Regions from separate parts of the Lactuca sativa genome. Here all the other regions are linked to region 2. A link is a contact called in public Hi-C data. All regions are on one chromosome and are shown on one strand. Each heading gives the region's core, a stretch centred on a gene start, on an enhancer-like site or on the middle of the called end of the contact. The rest is flanking DNA. Distances are from core to core; before and after follow the strand shown.

Region 1 (4,358 bases), core at 1,584-4,083, 210 kb after region 2:
TAAGTATTTTGATGTTTTTGGCTAAACGAGTAAGCACATTTCTATTATTGGTAAACAAACGTAAGTATATTGCTAATATTTCGTAAAAATAGTAAGTAGGTTGCTATAATTGGTAAATACATGTGTGTATATTGCTGCTTTTCTTTATAAAGAGAGTAAGTAAAGGTTCTTATTGTAAAAGCTATTTGCTTGCAATTTTGTTTGTGGTTTGACTCTTGAATGTATAATGATTTTAGTAAATAATAAACTTGAATTTTTGGATTAAGGCTTAGTGCTTCTGTTTGCTTCTTATTTTATGTTAAACGTACATTCAAGCAACTTCACTTAGATGTTAAGAGCTCTCTAATTAGATGAATTTTGTGTTTTAAGCATAGTTTCCAAAGAATAAATGCTATTACTTCTACTATTCTTTAGGATGATATTTTTGCTATTGGTGCGTCATTATCTTTTTATCAATTAATTTGTAGTGTCATATTTCAATTATTTCATTGTATTTAAACTTTTTGTATCTAGAATAGTATCAATCATGTTATATGTCACCATGTGTTTGGAAACACCTCAAACCAAAGTTCCAATTACCATATTTATGGGATCGTTCCAATTACACTATAAAATGGCATAATGACCTTTACATAACAAACTATTTTCATTCATAGCTTTTTTAATTCATAGTTTAGGTTGTAAGTAATCAATTTAAATTAATATTTTTTATAACATGTGAGTATAGGTTGCAATACAACGTAAAATAATGCATACCCGTAAAGACACTACGCTACACTATGCTTTCAATTTCATTTTTTTAATGGTAACATTTGCATTTTTATTGAATGACACAAAAAACAATAGGTTTTTTTCTTTCGATTTTGTTGATTTTGAAATGCATTTTCAAATTCAGTTTGGCAAACCGGGTACCTAAAAGAGTCCTGGTGAATGGTCAAAACCGAACGTAATTGGAAAATTTTCGATGTTCCATTTATGACAAGGGTATCTTTTAGTATTTGCGCGAAATAACTAAGGAAAATCTTCAGAAAAGTCCTAAAATTTTACCCTAATTTACGAAAAAGTCCCAAATTAAAATTTGTTTACGAAAAATCATGAATTACCGGTAAAAATGGCGATTTGACCCCTTTTTTCCGGTTTACCGGTTTTATTACTTACATGTTTCACTAAAGTCTCATTATTTTACTCTAATTTGCAAATAAGTCCCAAAATAAAATTTACTGATGATTTGACCCTTTTCTTCTTCTAACATACATTTTATCGGTTTCATTGTTGACTTAGACACCTAGTCATTAAATTAGCTGATAAGATGAATATGATGGGTTATATAATGCCCACATTTATTGTAAAATTTGATACCCATCTTATCGGCTCATTTATTACTATGTATCTACGTCAGCAATGAAACCAATAAAATGTGTGTTTCCAAGAAAAAATGGCAGAAAATGAGTTGATGTCTGATGAGATGGATATATTGGGTTACATAAGATTAGATAGACAATTTGATATTTCTTATAAACGTAAAAAATAATGCAGTTGTTATTAGTTTATGTAATTATTGTAGTCTTCGTTGGATGCATTTTATGTTCGAAAAAGATATACAATATATCAAGATATCAAGTTTTATGCTAAACATAGCATTATATAACTTAACATATTCATCTCATCATCTCATTTAATGACTAGGTGTCCAGATCAGCAATGAAACCGGTAAAATGTATGTTATATAGAGAAAATAGTCAAATCATCAGTAAATTTTATTTTGGGACTTATTCGCAAATTAAGGTAAAATAATGGGACTTTAGTAAAAAAGGTAAGTAATAAAACCAATAAACCGGAAACAAGGGGTCAAATCGCCATTTTTACCGGTAATTCATGCTTTTTCGTAAACAAAATTTAGTTTGAGACTTTTTCGTAAATTAGGGTAAAATTTTAGGACTTTTCTGGAGATTTCCCAATAACTAATCGTCAATATAAACTAATTTATGTATCAATATAAACTAATTTATAATAGTTTACACAACTATTATAAGGATCCGATGTCGTTCCTTGTGAAATGTTGAAGGGGAAGTGATGTAATACTATGTGACATGACAAGCATCTGAATCTCATCGACGTCCTTATCACAATCCTCATATTCATCCTCTTCGTTCCCAAATTCTAACCTTTCCTCCTCAATCTAATCAATCAAGGTTCATTGAGAGCAGTCCACATATATGCTTATTCTAATACCATTAGCATACCTACAATGACTCTTGATCAGCATAGTAATAAATATCATTACATTTGTCTTTAGTTAACATTTCAAGAAAGAGATGGAATCCTTATACTCTGTACAACTAAAAGAGATATCTTTAACTTAAGCAATAAGATCATTGAAGTATACTAGAAGTTTAGATGGGAAAACACCTTCGTTGTTAAAATCTACAGTTAACAAAACACATGGAGATGAAATTGTCTTCAAGAGTTAATGAACAATAATAGCAAAGAATCGACCAACTTATTTTAACATGATGTAAAATTATTTATGTTGATAAATTCCTGAATCTGTGTAAACTCTTATTTTGCCACTTTTAATACTTGTTTTGTTTGGAACGACATCGGATCCTTATAATAGTTGTTATTATAACTTGTTTATTAATTTATGTATGCATATTTTAATATGTCACTTATCAATTTATGCATTACACTACTAGTCGGTTGCATGAATCAGTAACAATGTAAACACACAAAAATCGATGAAAATTTTATTTTACTACATAAACTAGTTAATAAAAAAATATAAATTAATTGGTCATCCTTTCTATAATCAATTGTTCAAAGGTAAGATGTTAGAGAAGATGAAACAAGTCACTTTTACCAAGATGAAGTTCAATCATGGCTACCCTGGTCCTTGATCTGCGCTCATCCAACACAATAACCCATGTACATGCACATGCTAACGCCATGAATGAATTCACAAAGAGATCTGAGCTCAGCTTCCCCATTTATTTAATCCAATTCCAGGTGTATGAAACAATGTACACCATTAATTTCCCATATCGCAGACAGCTTCAAGTTGCACGAATGCTTCTATCAAATCAAAATTGGAGTAAAGAATCCATCAAATCACGTATCCTTCTTCCCATCTCCATCTGACATCCAATACACAAGAAGCTTCATACACATCACATCATCTGCCTAATATTCCTGTGAATTGTCTATAGAATAGCGATTTATGATCCATAATCACAACGTACAACTTCACAATGGGGTGTGCAGCTTCTGTTTACAGGGTTGGAGGGAATAAGAAGCAGATGAAGATCCCTCTTGTTACCATACTTTCTCCTTCAATTCGAGTTCCTATAAACTCCAATTTCCAAAAACCCCTTAAAGGCCTTGTTCCCAAGGATTTGGCTGATCGTCTTACCTATTCCCGGAATCAAATTGCTCTACTATCGCAACAAACTGGTTAGATTCTTCTCTGCTCCCTAATTTCAATCTGTTTGTTAAATCCCCTGCAGTTTTTTACGGATCTGTAACTTGTTGCAGATGTATCAGCTGTTCCTGAATTGCTACGTGCATTGGAGGAGTACTTACCATTATTAATTGGCCTCACTGATCAAGGTTTATAACGTTTTCGTATATTCGATAGATTAGTTATACTCGTACTAATTTCGTTGTTAATTTGCGTATCAGAACTTGGTTTCCGAGAACTCGTTGAATTCAAATGGAAAGGTTTAGACGATCGACAAGTAAGGATTCGATTAACTCAATACCCTTTTCGATTTTCTGTTCATGTGAATTCCTTTTGTAATCCAATATCCACTTCGATGAACAGGAAATAAGTGTTGCAGATTCCTGGTTTGAATTACTATCTGTTGTTCATATGATGGCGATGCTGACATTAATGGAGGCAAACTCAAAACTAATTCCTAATCAAACTGTCACTACTGAAGAAGTCGAATCTACAGGTACGAAACCCTTATCTATTACGATCATCCAACTTCAAATCCGTCTCTGAAAAAGTTCGATTGATCTTTGATTTTTCTTGTTAACCATAGATAACATCAGATGCGCTGTCGACTTATTGGTGAAGGCAGCTGGGTACCTTCAATTCTGTCTTCAAGAAATTCTTGTCCGAATTCCACCTCACATCAAGTACGTTTAGATTTTCAAATAAGCCATTGATCTTCACAAAAAATTCATATTAATGGACCAAATCATGTAATTCACATCTTGCTTTATGATCAGGATGAAGCTTCCTGTAGATTTGCAGGAGAATGTAATTGAGGCCGCTTATATTCAAGCACTAGCACAGGTATGTCCCTTTTAGACAGCTTTTACAGTAGATGATAAAACATGCTTTCCTGTGTTTG
Region 2 (4,328 bases), core at 654-3,153:
AGTAACACCATATTATTACTAGGCCCAACATCATTTAAAATATGATCCACACCAAGATTATTCGTACCTGTTACACTTCTACCTACTGTATCTCCATTTAGCACGTCATTCTTTAAATAGTGAGGAATTCCAATCGCCACATTTATATTGGTTGTTTCGTAATTATTGCCTTCGTTGACTAATTTCGTGTCTTGGGGAACCACATCCGTGGACTCTACAGTAGCCTCGTTTACATTCTCAAGATTCCCCGGAGACTTTACCTTGCCTTCATGACCAATCATCTTCTCCGGTTGAATTTCCGGTGTGGCACCCAACCAAAATTCCCCTTCTTCTATTTCGTTATCGTCTTTATGCATCAACGTATCTGATACTCCTTCGTCCTCATCCTTTCCTTCACTATCCTTCGAGTCATACTTTCCTGCCATTTTTTCGAATAGGCAGGGTTTGAATGACAACCAATCATCTGTATACTCAACGACCCTAACTGAGTGTAATTCACCATCTACGTTGATTTGGAACTCTTCATTGACCCACTTCTTTCTCGATGTGATTACTCCAACTTTGCCCATGGATAGATCTCTCTTATTATGAGTGTTATCTAATGAGATTGTGACTTTCCCGAATCTACTAACGATACCGGAGAAACTGTCTTCACCCCAGTATTTTAGGGGAACACCATTGATTTTAAACCATGCTAACCTTTCATAAATTGTATCCATTTGCCCTCATATTACCATCCACTTAAACCATTCTTGCCATCTACCTTTGTCTTCTAAAAATTCACAGGCTTCCTTCGACGATTCAAATTTAATGGCAATTCTCAGACCTCCAAGATATTTTGTTCCGTCGTACATGAGAGTAGGTGCTGGCAAATTGGCAATATGATCAAGACTATGGGTTTCCCCTATCAGCAAATTCTTTCGTATCCATTTGCTCATAACAATTTCAGGGTTGAGTAGGATGGGGGGAGAATTGTTATGACAAACTTCTTTAGTACCTGATGCCACCTGCGCAAAGGTCCTGGAGTCTCTAACACCATTCTTGGCAATGAAGGTTGTCTAAGGTTTAGCTTGTCAACTTCGTAGAGGTCTTCTAATGTGAGTATTATCCTTCTGGTATCTGGCCAAGTTAGAAGAAAGTGTTATGCCCTGAAGTATGCCACCCTGCATTTCTTCTTCCAGAGTTCTTGCGTCTTTCACCCCAACGTATTTGATGAACGGGAAATTTTGCTTTCGTTGATTCTTCTTCCCACCAATGTAAATGTCCTACCAAAGGATTTATACAGATCCACTTTACTTGTTCCATCTTTAAATCGTGCTACATAGAAAGTAGTCACATCCTCATTACAACCCAATTTATTTGTATGCTTACTACGTCGGCATACCTCCATCCACGTATCTCTGTGTGTGCCCTCATTCTACATAAAAATTATTCCTTTATGGTTAAATATATGGGTAAGTAAAGTGTAAGAGACCCTTCTATATTTATAGAGCCATGGAGGAATTAATAAAGTAAACAAGTCAATAAAACAAAGGAAATGAACCATAAATGATTAGAGATAATAAAGAAGACAGATAGGAACACAAGGCATGTCATACATTGTCAATATCAAAGAATAGAGTTAATATGGAAATAGCCCATAAAAGATTTTACCAATGGATTAAAGACATACATTAAAGATGACACAAATACAAATATATAAAAGCGGAAAAGCCAATCTTGTAAGTTATGATTCCTCAGATAATAAATATGATTACCATAAATAAAAAGTGAATTCCAATAATTTGCTACTTAAAGTTAAAACAGATTAAAAACACGTGAAAATTTGTTGTTGATTTAATCTTAGTCAAAATCGGGAGCGTTGACGAAAGCAATAAATATACCACGTAAACAATCCTTTTCGGGCAGAAAAAGCCCCATTTGTCGTTTCCCAAATCCTCCCAAGATTTTTATAACCCTTTATCGTTTTCATCACAAATTCAATCTTCATCATCAATACCCTAAAAGCTTCAGAGATCAGATTATGTCTTGTGTCTGTGATTTCTGTAATCAGAGATCGGCGGTGTTGTACTGTAAAGCCGATTCGGCTAAGCTTTGTTTGTTCTGCGACAACGCCGTACACTCTGCAAATGCTTTATCTCTCAAGCACTTCCGTTCTCAGATCTGTGACAACTGCGGATCTGATGCCGTTTCCGTCGCCTGTTCAACTGATAATCTTCTCCTCTGCACCTCTTGTGATCACGATTTCCATGGAGACTCCTCCGTTTCCTCTTATCACAGTCGTGTGCCTGTTGAAGAGTTCTCCGGTTGCCCTTCCCCTCTTCAGCTGGCCTCGATTTGGGGATTTAATCTGAAATCTTCTGGTTCTAACGGCAATTCGTGTGAAAGTAAGTATTCCACTACGAATTTTCAAGATTTAGCAACGATACATGAGAAAACTCCTTGTTATGATGAGGTTCCGAGCGTTGACTGGAAATCTAGAGGTTCGGGTTGCGGAGTTCATAATAAAGTTTTGTATAAGCAGCTGGTGGAGCTTGCGAAAGAAAGATTTGACGGAGATGGAGCTGAATTGGGGCCTCAAACACCGAGTGGATGTGGTCCGAGGGATATTTCAGAAGGTTTTGAGTATGAGGAACAAGACGATAAGGATCTGTTGCATCAGCAAACTCCATTAACGTATTTGCTTATGCCGCCCCAGAATCCCGCGAATTCAAAAGCGAATAATGGGGGTATCACTGAATTTAGTAACATGTGGAGCTATAGCCCTAAACGCCAAACCAGTCAGGTTTGGAATTAAATAACTTGATTAGAAAATTGATAAAAACATTACCGCATATTACTCTTGATCTTGTTATAAAACCAATTAAACAATCGCTATCCATATTTGTTCTTACCTTTTAGGCTGCGTCACAACAAAACCTAAGAAATTAACATCTTACATTCGCTCTAGTACTGGAGGTGCATAAACACAGCAACAAATACAATTGGTGTCCATCTAATCATCTATAGTCACCACCAGTCTTGGCTAACTTATTTTGTACTTATTAAAGATTAATCATCAAGTACCAGAAATTCTTGTTCTTTGTGTATTTCTTTCTATAGATGGAAACTTTTACAAACTATATTGTGATTTGTGCCAACACATGTTTGTTGCCACTTTATTGTGGGGATATAAGATAAGTAGTTACATGAAGTGGGATATAACTATAAAGGCTCATCTTTATTACCATTTTGATTTCAGATATGGGATTTTAATCTAGGAAGATCAAGATCTTCTGAGGCAGGAGGTGATAATCTTGGCTTTGCAATAAACAATTGTACTGACCTTGTTGAGGATGCTTCTTTCACAACAATGGAAGTTTTAAAAGAAATGGATGCCATAAACATATCTTTTGGCACCACATCACAAAATGTAAGCATCTTGTACTACTTAGTGTTTCTTCTATCTACTTGCATTTATAACCCCAAGTTATTCATTTGGTTTTGAATGGTAATTATGGGTACTCGAGAAACTCATGAAACTTTGCTACTTCTCAAAACCATTTTGTCTATTTCTTTGTGGATGAAAGTCTTGTTAAGAGGTTTGCATTCACATCAGGCTCGAATTAGAACCGGATAGAATTCTAAGTGTTTTAGAAGTAGAAAACATTGCATTCCCCTTATCCTGATTCATTTTTCTATATTTGTCCCAAAAGAAGGTTTAATTTTAACCTCGGTGTAATAAACAAAGTAACAAAAATACATTGCTATTCCTTTTCAGAAGCAAATATCGGGTTGCATATCAACTATGGAGAGCGACAACCGAGCTGAAACACAAATGATGGAAACCAATAGAAGTAATCCCACAATTGATGGTCAAATGATGGAACACTTTTTAGCAACCAATCAAGGAATGGAAATACCCGCAACAACCAAAGTAGACCCGCAACAACTTGCCCAAAATAGATGTAACGCAATGTTACGTTACAAGGAGAAAAAGAAAACACGAAGGTACACACTACATGACAAGACACAGAACAGGTTGTACTGCGTTTGGCGTACATTGGACTGGACTGACAAATGGGGACAAAAATCTCAACTTTTTTTTGTCCTTTACCCAAAAAAGGTGGGATAGGATTATAGGAACTTGTTAACGTTTATGCAAAAGACGTAAATGCCCTTCATATCTATAAAGCTTGTCTAGTCCTGTCCAGTCTAGTTCTGCTGGTTATGATGAATAGCGTTAAAATGGTGATAGGTACGACAAGTGCATCCGATACGAGTCACGGAAGGCGAGAGCAGACACGAGAAAACGAGTAAAGGGAAGATTTGTGAAGAGTATTGAATGA
Region 3 (4,811 bases), core at 561-3,060, 150 kb before region 2:
TGTAAGATATTAATTCAGGGTTAAAAACGACATTTCACATTTGTCCAAATTTCTAGTAACTTACCTTAGCCTGAAAGAGTAGCAGCCATCAAAGCACACATTCATGCACAAGAACACAGCAATGCATTATTAGTTAACAAGACTTTTATTTCAATTATAAATCAGTTTATATAAATTTGTTTTAGAAAGTAAAAGACTTACAAGATCGAATGTATTCTCACGTGGCTTATCTGATAGGATTTCAAGAGGCAGAAGTGGGGTTGAATATGCCTCCTGCAACAGTAAAAAAGATTGTTAGACTAAACACATAATATATATTTATAAATTATAATAATAAAATTAATTCATATTTTCCATGAATGATGAATTTAACCTGTAGTGCAGCCTTTGTGGGGACACGGAATGTAATAACAGCAGGTGTGCTGTAAAAGACAGATTTCACTGTTGACTCTAACTCAAAAGAGTGTGATAGAACAGCACCACTGAAAATATGACAAGTAATTATTGTGAGAATCAATTCAAGAAAAGAAAAAATCAATTCAAGAATATGATTATACATACACATCGAGTCTTTCCCATGAAGTTGAAGTGTTCCCTGAGATGATGCTGAATATCTCAGAAGACCAGCCATCATCACTGAGGCTAACATCATAAGCAGCCCTGGATGGAAAAGAGGGGGAAAGTGTGAGATTATGTAAGAAATAAATTGATATATTTGTCAAAACTTTGTATAAACAAACAATGAAATGGAAGTGCTTCATGGAAATATGCCTAAACTCATACTCCTTTCTATGTATTTTTACTAATTAGTAACATTATTGAGTTTATAATTATAACTCGAACTATTTGAATTACAATGAGCTTCAGGTCAAATATCTTCTCAATGATCATATTGCAACTGCAAGACAATGTTACCTCTATCAAGCTTTCAGCATAGATTATAAGAGGAAATATACAATGCTTTCACCATAGTTGAAATTTGAAAATATATCTTTGGCAAAAACAAGAGAAAAATATTGATGATCAAAGACCAAACATAAGACACTTTCTTGTTAACTGTTATGGTGATGCAATTGATCAGATTCTCTGAGTTCGAAAAGAACCAACTTGTATTGTATTAAATGGTATAGCGAAATGATTGAGACCACAAAGTCTTATCATTAAATTAGCAATTTTTTCTACCTGGAACAAAAATTGTACATAAGGGAAGCTTCATTATCATCTCTTGCTAGAAATTTGAAAGGCTTAATTCATAATTCATAGCTAAAGAATATAGCTGTCTAATCAATATCCGATTGTAACAGAAACACCGGATCCATAATTAATTAGATGGCTTGAGGCCTTGAGCATAGACGATTCCATCGATCTATTCAGATCCATGGAATAAGAAAGCAACCAAACGCCTAAAATATGGATCGGAATGTGCAGATGGCAAATCGAATTTGTGGAGCAACTACATGAAGAGATCTATGTAAAGTAAATACGAGAAAAGAAGGTGGAAGCTACATACGCAGATCCTTGGTTATATATGTCGATAGAAACGGAGACTTTTTCGGCGCCGGATTTGAGTCTGTTGAGTGTAGCTTTCTTGTGAGCTACGATGAAAGGAGAATCGGAGCCGGCAATTGCCGATGATGAGGCTATGAAGAAGACTAATACTAGAGAGAGGAGAGAATTCATCATCGTGATCTTCGCCATTTTTCCGTTTGAGGTGAAGGTTGAGATTTTGTCGGATCTTAAAAGTATTTCAATATATATTTATTTTCTGAGATCCAGTTAGGAATCAGGATGATCGCAAGTTCGTAATTGATAGATCAAAATCAAAGTCAAAGAGTAGGGTTTCAGTCTCGGAAATCAGATTCGACCCACTCACTTAGTTAGGTAGGTGTTTAAAGCCCATGAAGGCCTGCTCTGCTCAACCCAAACTAACTGGTGCACATACCGGATAGCTCTTGTATCCAGGAAAAAACTTGATTCGGATATATCTTTTTTTTTTTTTTTTCCGAACGACATAATTACAATGAAACGAAACTAGCGAGACGCTAGACAAGTTACAACATACAAACAAGAGAAACAGGAGAATTACACCAGTTAAACCAATATAAAGAACTAAATCTCCCTTTATATTTCAACCAATTGAAAGAGATTAATTGGATATCATCGGTTGTCTTCATTGGGTTGCTCCCGACACTTTTGAAAATTAAAGCATTTCTAGACTTCCATATGCTCCATAAAACTAAATATATTAGGGCACGTAGCAATTTCTTCATTTTCTTATTCAACACCAAAGTCTTTACCACCCCCAACATGTCAGAAACATTCATAGGAACAGAATTCAATAACATTGACCAGTTACATAACCAGCTCCAAACTTTTTTTTTACAAAACTACACTTAAAAAACAGATGGTCGACATCTTCCTGTTCAATACCACAGAGCGGGCAAAGATACGATGGCAAAGTCACACCTCTAACAAGAAGGTTGTCGACAACTGGAATCCTATTTAAACATAAATGCCAAACAAAACAATTCACTTTTAGAGGAGCCCAACCATCCCAATGAAAAGGAAACGGGTTTGAGACCTCTTCCGCAGTAGCCATCAAGTTCCGCAAATTTTGAACTGTAAAACCACCTGTCTCGTTACCAATGTTCTAAATGGCGTGAGGCGTGGTGTGGTGGCAAGGTCAAGCCTCAAGCTTAACGAGTCATGGCGAGTCATGGCGTTTTTCAAGACGTGATGTAAGGCGGCGATTTTGTAATAATTTAAAATTATATTACCACATAAATATAAATTTATATTAAATATAACTACTTTTTAGAATTGTTAGATCAATAACTAATAACAAAAAGTTAACAAAAACCACAATACTTGTATCCCTGATTAGAAAAGGACATAACAAAGAGCAAAGAAACGTGTCTCAACCGAAAAAACACGTGCCATAACACCCCATAACGCGCCATGGCGCGCCATATCACGTCTTGCCACGCGCCACGCCTAACAGCAACGTTATGAGGCTTTTTCGTAACGGCGAAGCCACGCCTCACGCCATGACACGCCTTTTAGAACACTGCTCGTTACCTTTCCTAACCCACGAATTAGCTATGTTTGTCAACACCACACCAACAACTTTGTTGTTTAAATCTGATAAAGCGGTTGCCTCCCTTCCTCTCCTTGGATTTGTCGACCACTGCCCATGAATTCCATCTAGACCTCTGTTTCGAATTTTGTTACTGACCATGCAATTTTTCTGCACTTCAATGCGATAAAGTTCCGGAAAAACATCTTTCAACACTACACTGTCACACCATTTGTCCTTCCAAAAGTAGGTTCTATTTCTCGCTCCAAGACGCCTTACAAACAAGTCTTCCAAGTTAATTCCCCAATGTTCCATATCTTCAGTTAGCTTGGAAATAACAAGCCACACTCCCTGGAGACTAGCTTTGGCTAATGGCTTGCCATCAATGCAAGAGACATTATGCCAAGCTTTAATGCAATTCGTCCAAAGACTATTCACTTTAAATTTAAACTACCACCACCACTTGATTAACAGAGCCAAATTCAATGACCGGAGACTCCCAATACCAAGACCTCCTTTTCTTTTCGGTTTAGTCAAAGTGTTCCATGCTACCCAATTTATCTTCATTTTATTTCCTTTCTCCCCCATAAAAACTTTCTTCTAATACTTTCCAAATTGTCAATTACTTTTTTCGGCGCCTTGAAAAGAGAGAAATAAAATAACGGAAGACTACCCAAAACAACTTTAACATGGGTAAGACTTCCCCCAAACGAGAGATTATTGGCTTTCCAATTCGATAGTTTATTTTTTAAATTTTTCCACAATCGGTCTCTAGTGTTTGGCAAATTTCATATTGGCTCCTATCTGGAGCTCAAGATAAGTACAAGGGTATTTACCGGGCTCACAACAAAGAATGTTAGCCAATCTACTAACCTTCATCTCCTCTACACCGATCTCAAACACTATTTGACATTAAATGTTGGAGGTCGAATTTGAAAATAACAAAGAACAAACAATATTTGAATCTGTTAAAGTGCATTGAAAATATAGAAATACAAGCCGAGAAGAGATGCCTTTCTTCTCCGGAAAGGATGGACAGAAAAAATTAGAAGAACAAGGTGTTGGAGATGGAAACCATCAGAACCTTGTATCTTATGAAGGATGTCATCTGCATCCATCAAAAATATCCAATCTGAATCTAGATAAATCGGATATTGTCATTTGGCGGAAAACTATATTTTTATATAAAAAAAGTAAAAATAAATAAATGTTTTGTACCTACCTACATTCTCATATAAATAAATGCCATGTGAAATTCATAAATATTTTAATCATCTTTTCTGATTTTGACACTTATTTTGATCTATGATTCTATGAGTATGAAGATTGATAAGAAAAAAAGACAGAAGAATATTTGAATTCTGGGAGGACATATAATTGTTTGGACCTTAAATGGATAATTTGTTCATCTAAAATTAGTATAAATAGTTGTTTATTGGTTTCGATATATTTAAAAAGCACTTAATATTCTCGAAAGTTTTTTGTATTTTTGACTTCCTTCTTCGATTTAAAAAAGGGAAATGGCATCCTCGCAAATTGTATATGAGTACCGATCTAACATAGAGATTTTATATGAATATTGATGTCGTGGAAGTTAGACCAACTTACTAAGACCTATATATTTGGTGTAATTTTGATTATTGCATTCTAAATGACAAAGCAAAATCAAAACCGATGCAAAAAAATGTGGGAAGTTCTACAACCATAAAAAAATAGTAATAATAATAATAATAAT

Evidence for each region. Hi-C and Micro-C count contacts between places; a contact is called where the count stands out from the background.
Region 1: a Hi-C map of leaf shows a contact between it and region 2, with 3 times the contacts expected there. The contact joins the promoter of LOC111876138 here to the promoter of LOC111900803 in region 2. A contact is called at or near these places in 2 of 4 Hi-C or Micro-C datasets (both in leaf).
Region 3: a contact with region 2 is called in a Hi-C map of leaf, with 4 times the contacts expected there. The contact joins the promoter of LOC111882323 here to the promoter of LOC111900803 in region 2. A contact is called at or near these places in 3 of 4 Hi-C or Micro-C datasets (leaf and seed).

What each region holds. Positions count from the first base shown.
Region 1 is chr3:213,889,196-213,893,553 of Lsat_Salinas_v11, reverse strand. LOC111876138 reads left to right here and starts at 2,833. Exons shown (of 10, transcript XM_023872668.3): 1 at 2,833-3,450; 2 at 3,532-3,606; 3 at 3,679-3,734; 4 at 3,821-3,953; 5 at 4,044-4,140; 6 at 4,234-4,300. The coding sequence starts at 3,249.
Region 2 is chr3:214,099,623-214,103,950 of Lsat_Salinas_v11, reverse strand. LOC111900803 (zinc finger protein CONSTANS-LIKE 14) reads left to right here and starts at 1,903. Exons shown (of 4, transcript XM_023896684.2): 1 at 1,903-2,785; 2 at 3,242-3,412; 3 at 3,761-3,990; 4 at 4,238-4,328. The coding sequence starts at 2,024. The coding sequence ends at 4,328.
Region 3 is chr3:214,251,607-214,256,417 of Lsat_Salinas_v11, reverse strand. LOC111882323 reads right to left here and starts at 1,810. Exons shown (of 6, transcript XM_023878681.3): 1 at 1,511-1,810; 2 at 562-660; 3 at 374-482; 4 at 202-273; 5 at 65-70. The coding sequence starts at 1,698.